Regions from separate parts of the Danio rerio genome. Here region 2 is linked to region 1. A link is a contact called in public Hi-C data. All regions are on one chromosome and are shown on one strand. Each heading gives the region's core, a stretch centred on a gene start, on an enhancer-like site or on the middle of the called end of the contact. The rest is flanking DNA. Distances are from core to core; before and after follow the strand shown.

Region 1 (2,737 bases), core at 66-2,565:
GCTAGTTGCTTGGTTGGATGAATGGATGGACAAATGAAATAATGATAGTCAGATGAAATTGATGGATGCGTGATAGACAGACAGATAGATCGATTTAATTTTAGATCAGAAGGACAGAGAGAATTTATGTTCAACCTACAAATAGACAAATAGGAAGAATATCAGACAATAGACAGACAAATAATGTTAATGAAACAGCGATAGAATGATTAATAAAAGACCAACAGGCAGATAGATAAAGAGAGATAAAGATATCGTGTTAGAACAACTGACAGAGAAATGTCAATACACAGACAGACAAAAAGGTAGAATGAAAGACAAATAGACAGGCAGGGAAAATTTTAGGTAGACAGACAAATAAATACACAGATAGACTAATACAACAGGATGGATGGATAGAATCTCGGTCAAATTGACTGAGAAGCAGAAAAATAAAATATTACAACTCTGTTATAACTGCATTGGAAAGTACTACCTCTTAATTTGTGGAAAAAATAAACATTTTGTTTTACCTTGAACACCTTCCCAAAGGCTCCATCCCCCAGTTCTCCAACAATCTCCCATATTTCCTCTGGGTTTGTGTCCCTGTGCACGTGATCATATTGTTTCTTCTTCTTCTCTATCCCCAGTTTAAAGATCTTTCGGAAATTAAAGAAGGACATCGCCAGATACGACTTTTTTTCTGGATGGTTAGCAAGAGATTTTCTTTCAGTGGATGTTTAAATGCGCGTAAAGCAACGCAGCTCTTATTGCATCTTCATGGCTAATCAAACTATTCAGCCTCTTGTCTAATCAGGAAACAGTCTTGAGTGTTCACATGTTCGTTATTGGACGTTAAAATCTGTGAACTTGATATGTTACACTACTAATTATATAGTGTTCAATAATATGCACAAATGCTCAAACAAAGAAAAAGGTTCTGGCTGCTATTGGCTCATAGACATGTGGTCTATAATTTAAAAATAAAATAAAGCATTAAAATGAATTAATCTACGGTGTGCAGTTTATTCTTGTAGGGAATAAATCCGGCGTATGGCTCTTTCAGGATAAGTCATGAGGTTGGTGTTGTTGTCCTTCGGAGTTTCATGAATCTGGTCCGTAAAAACACCTAGTTTTTCCTCTTCCTATTTGTATAAAGTCTCGTTTGAGGCTCGTAAAATGTTTGAATCCCCGGTACAATCACAGTCGTACGTTGTACATCCTCCGGTCATGGATTTAAAAAGCGAAACTGCTCCAAACGTATTAAACGCACAATAGTTTTTGTTTGGAGAAACTATGCGCGCGTCCTCCTCTAATAGCGGATTTGTTGTCGCTGTGCGCGTTCACGAGGAGCGGCGGTGATTCTTCGCTGGGGTTCGCGCCTGCGCTTTGCTGTCACCTGCCGTCGTGGATGTCAACACCATAGACATGATAAAACTACATAATATACAGACTTTCTCAATTGCTTTGCCACATCAGCACCACCTAAAAAAATTGTCTCTCCAAGTACCATAAAAAATGAACAGTATTGAATACAATAGCGTAGTAGGCCCAGTAAAGCAGCTACACCTCTGCACAGTTAAAAAAAAAACATGGCAGATTACCTCAGAATCAGAAATATAGGCTATATGTCATATATGGCATATTATACCACTATACCACTAGAAGGAAGCCTGCGTACCACTACTACAGTTTGAGAACCACTGCTCTAAACTATGAGATCAAATTGTACAACTGTTTGCTGGAACTTCAGAACTTTAGTACATGTCTGAAAAATGTATTACATTCATTCATGTTCTTTTCAACTTAGTCCCTTTATTAATCTAGGGTCACCACAGCAGAATGAACCACCAACTTATCCAGCATATGTTTTATCCCTTTCAGCTGCAACTCATCACTGGGAAACACCCATACACTCTCATTTACGCACATACACTGTAGCCAATTTAGCTTACTCAATTCACCTATAGAGCATGTCTTTGGAATTGTGGGAGAAACCAGAGCACCTGGAGGAAACCCATGCCAACATGGGCAGAACATGCAAACTCCACACAGAAATGCCAACTGACCGAGCTAAAGCTCGAACCAGCGACCTTTTTGCTTTGAGGTTACCCACTGTGTCAATGCATCGCCCCTTAACTTATTGTTTTATAAATGAGAAATGAAGAATTGAGAAAAGCAATTGAGAAACACTGTAATATAAAGCTTTATTTTAGATATCTATGGTCAGTAATGATCTATCATATCGCCATATTGTTGCATTTAAAAGGTTCTATCAGAATTTTTGACAGTTTTTGTTAATAAATGGGCTTTAAAGTCTTTTTAAAAATGAACACGTCTCTTTCCCAAAAGAAAGTGACCATGGTGCTAAATGTACAACATAGAAATCCTCTGAAATCTGTAATTGGGCTTTGTAGAAGAGGCCAAATATTGATAGAAACTTTTAAAATAAAAAGGTTTGGAATTACAAGGCGAATAATAAAATAAATAAATAAATAAATAAATAGATAAATAAATAAATAAATAAATAAATAAATAAATACTTTTCAATCATTTTCCATTAGTGGTGTTGTTGACTTCTTTAACAACAGCTGATATAAACAATTAGACAGATTTGACCATTAGACAAAGACAGCTTTTGCAAGCTCCGGGGTTGTTAATTGATGTTGAATTCATTATTTATTCATTCATTTTTCTTCCGCTTAGTCCCTTATTCATCAGGGGTCACCACAGCGGAACAAACCTTCAATTATTATGC
Region 2 (2,737 bases), core at 85-2,584, 250 kb after region 1:
TTCTATCTATCATTCTGTTGCTCCATTGTTCGATCATGCTTTCTATTATATCATTCTATTCCTGTCTGACCTACAAACCATCCAACATGGAGATTTTTAATCTTCTAAACAAGAGTTTGTCTTGACAATTTATTCTAGTTTAAATAATCATAATTTCAGTTTGTTTGTATTGCTCCCCACACCAAAAAAAAAAAAAATTCTATGATGATTCCTTGGGTTTACTCATTTTTTTATGTTAAGTGGTTGTAAACAATTTATTTGGGCTGAATTTAAACAAATGAATTAAGTTGAACATTATTAAATTTAATTTGTTTGTTTAAATTCAACACAAATAAATTGTTTGCAACAGTTTTGCATGCAACACTTTTTTTCAGTGCAGTAAAGAAACTGCAAGTTTGATAGAGGAATTCAAATTCAGGAACTCAATAGGAAAGGTATTCGCAAATGAGTCCTGCTCCAACCCTTGAAAGAGTGCAAGTCACTTAAGATAAAGCGGTTAATATTACCGAGGGCAGCGGAAACCCAGAGGTTTCCTTCCATGTATCCCAGCCAAGATACTCAGCAGAGCTATAAAAAGAGTCTAGGAGATTTGCTTCTATGTAGGTGCAAGAAACAAACTCGAAGAAATCATTGAGCACATTGAAATGACCACCATCAGATCTTTTGGTCAGATCAATTGCTACATAGATCACATGTCCAGCACACGAAGCAGACAAAAATGGAGTATATGCACACAAACTTTTATTTTTCAGTCAGCTGAAGCACCTCTGGTGAACTTTCGCCCTGTTTAAAAAATGCCACATTTTAGGGTCTGATTTCTTTAAAAATCAGTGATCTTCACTGCCTGATTGATTTACGATATAAAGTGGGTGTCCGACCAGACAAGAAGCACTGCATTAAATTCCATTAAATTCCCTGCCATGTCTTTAAAACATGGAAATTTAGTTTACCCCAGTGTTTTAAATGGAGTGTCTGTGCTAGTCTGCCGCTACTGACATCTTAGTTTGCACTTGAACAACTAAACGAATGCTTAATTCTATTGAACTGATTGTAATTTAATTACATTACAACATCGATGCTGTAAAAGCAACCTTATAAAACTGAAAATAGTCAGATAAACCTGTAACCAGATGTTTATTGTTGGCTGAAAAACACTAGCCGTGCATTGGTAAAGTATGTGGCGTCTACTGCATTTCCTTTCCTCTCGTTCTTGCTCTTTCACGCCCCGGCCTCCGTCTGCACTTTGCTGGAGTTCCTCTCCTAGGGAGTAAATCTGGCTCCCATTGTGAAAGCAGGCGGAACCCCCGCTCTTCTTCCCCCGTTCCCCCCCCTCCCGCGGCTGACTGCGAGCGGTGGCGAGGCCTTTGAAGCAGCCGGGCGGTGGAGGGGAGCAGTCATTGTGCTGCTCTTTGATAGTGCCGCCCTGGCTTGCAGCTCAGGCTTTGCAGGAGCACGTCGTTCCTGGGCTCCCGTCCCGGCGCTCCTCAGATGTGGGCAGACCCTACTCGAGCCCTCGCCCTTCTCGTGTCCCCTACCCTCACCTGATGTTGTTTTGTTGAGGGTTTTATTGAGGCGAACATTCTTCCTTTTCACAGAGATCTCAGGATCAAGGGTTGGTTTGCTGTTCCATAGACGTAATTGTGTAGGAGTTTTTTAATGTTGCTGTCTCAGGGCCAAAGGAAGTGCTGACTGACCGAAGTGGTTTGTTTTAAATCAGATTTTTCATCCAGGTGCTGTTTTTATTACTCGGGTTGGGATTTTTTGAACCCTAGCAGATCATTGCTTATAGCGCCTGCTGAATTTTTATGGACTCCTTCAAGGACTCTGCCAAACCAGACATGAAGCCAAGTGCTACAACACAAGGTCACTGGTCCAAAGTCAGTTTGGTGTGAGAGTGGACATTTTCAGCTGACTAGGCTTAACACAAGCCAGACTTGAGCTCTTGGTCCACCCTCCCATCATTCATTATAAAGCTTTGAACCTCCTCCAGTGTCTGTAAAAACAGTTCCTTTACACTAGAATTGAGATTCCCTCACTGTATGTTTCCTTTGTTCCGACTGCTGGTACATCTTTAACATATTACTCCCAAAATATACTTGAATTTTTGTGCACATTTAAATAAATATTGGATTTGACTTATAAGTTTAGAGTCATCAAGTTTACAGTCACCACTTCTTAATACCTCTTAATGCCTCATTCACAGTATCAGGGACTTTGTAGTCGCTTTGGGTGGTGACCTGTTGCAAACGCAGGTCTGTGTAAATCTAAAGCACAGAAGAATACAAACAAGCTGTGAGAGGCTCATGTGACCTCTACACCGCACATATTGGCTGTCGCTCAAAAATGTCGCTCTTCATTTGTATAAAGTTAAAGGATTCTCAACTTTGTCAAGTCACTTGAGACGGCCACCTGGTTTCCAATGGTCGCTCTCACTCACGTTGCGAGGTCGCAGAAAGTCGCTCACTCTCCATTGATATAAACCAGGGGTGTCGTATTTTTCCGTATTCAAACCCGAGTAATTTTCACAGGCGTCAAGCAGAAGAGTATGCACAATCACTCCTTTGACGTCAGATGGAGCTATACAACTTTGAGCTTCCGACAGCCGATTTTAACACAGAGGAAGGGGAAGAGAGGACGTTCACACGCTTGTTGGTAAAGTTTCTGGTGACTCGAACAAGCATAGATGGTTCAAGTAGCAGCTCCAGCTCTAGCGATGAAGAAATGATTATTGTTCACA

What was found. A called contact is a pair of places that touch in the nucleus more often than the background predicts.
Region 2: a Hi-C map of embryo shows a contact between it and region 1, with 3 times the contacts expected there. The contact joins the enhancer-like site here to the promoter of slkb in region 1. A contact is called at or near these places in 6 of 18 Hi-C or Micro-C datasets (caudal fin, embryo, hematopoietic stem cells and 1 more) and 3 of 4 datasets of contacts at active chromatin or transcription factors (caudal fin, embryo and gastrula embryo).

What each region holds. Positions count from the first base shown.
Region 1 is chr1:52,961,164-52,963,900 of GRCz12tu, forward strand. It overlaps slkb (STE20-like kinase b), which reads right to left and starts at 1,316. Exons shown (of 19, transcript NM_001328385.1): 1 at 513-1,316. The coding sequence starts at 662.
Region 2 is chr1:53,209,512-53,212,248 of GRCz12tu, forward strand. The region is part of intron 10 of lef1 (lymphoid enhancer-binding factor 1); the gene reads left to right. Among named protein-coding and RNA genes, the nearest start is that of hadh, 23 kb to the right of the region's middle. Within about 2 kb of position 1,335, at least 27 of the 62 cell types and tissues checked have an H3K27ac peak or open chromatin away from gene starts, as enhancers often do.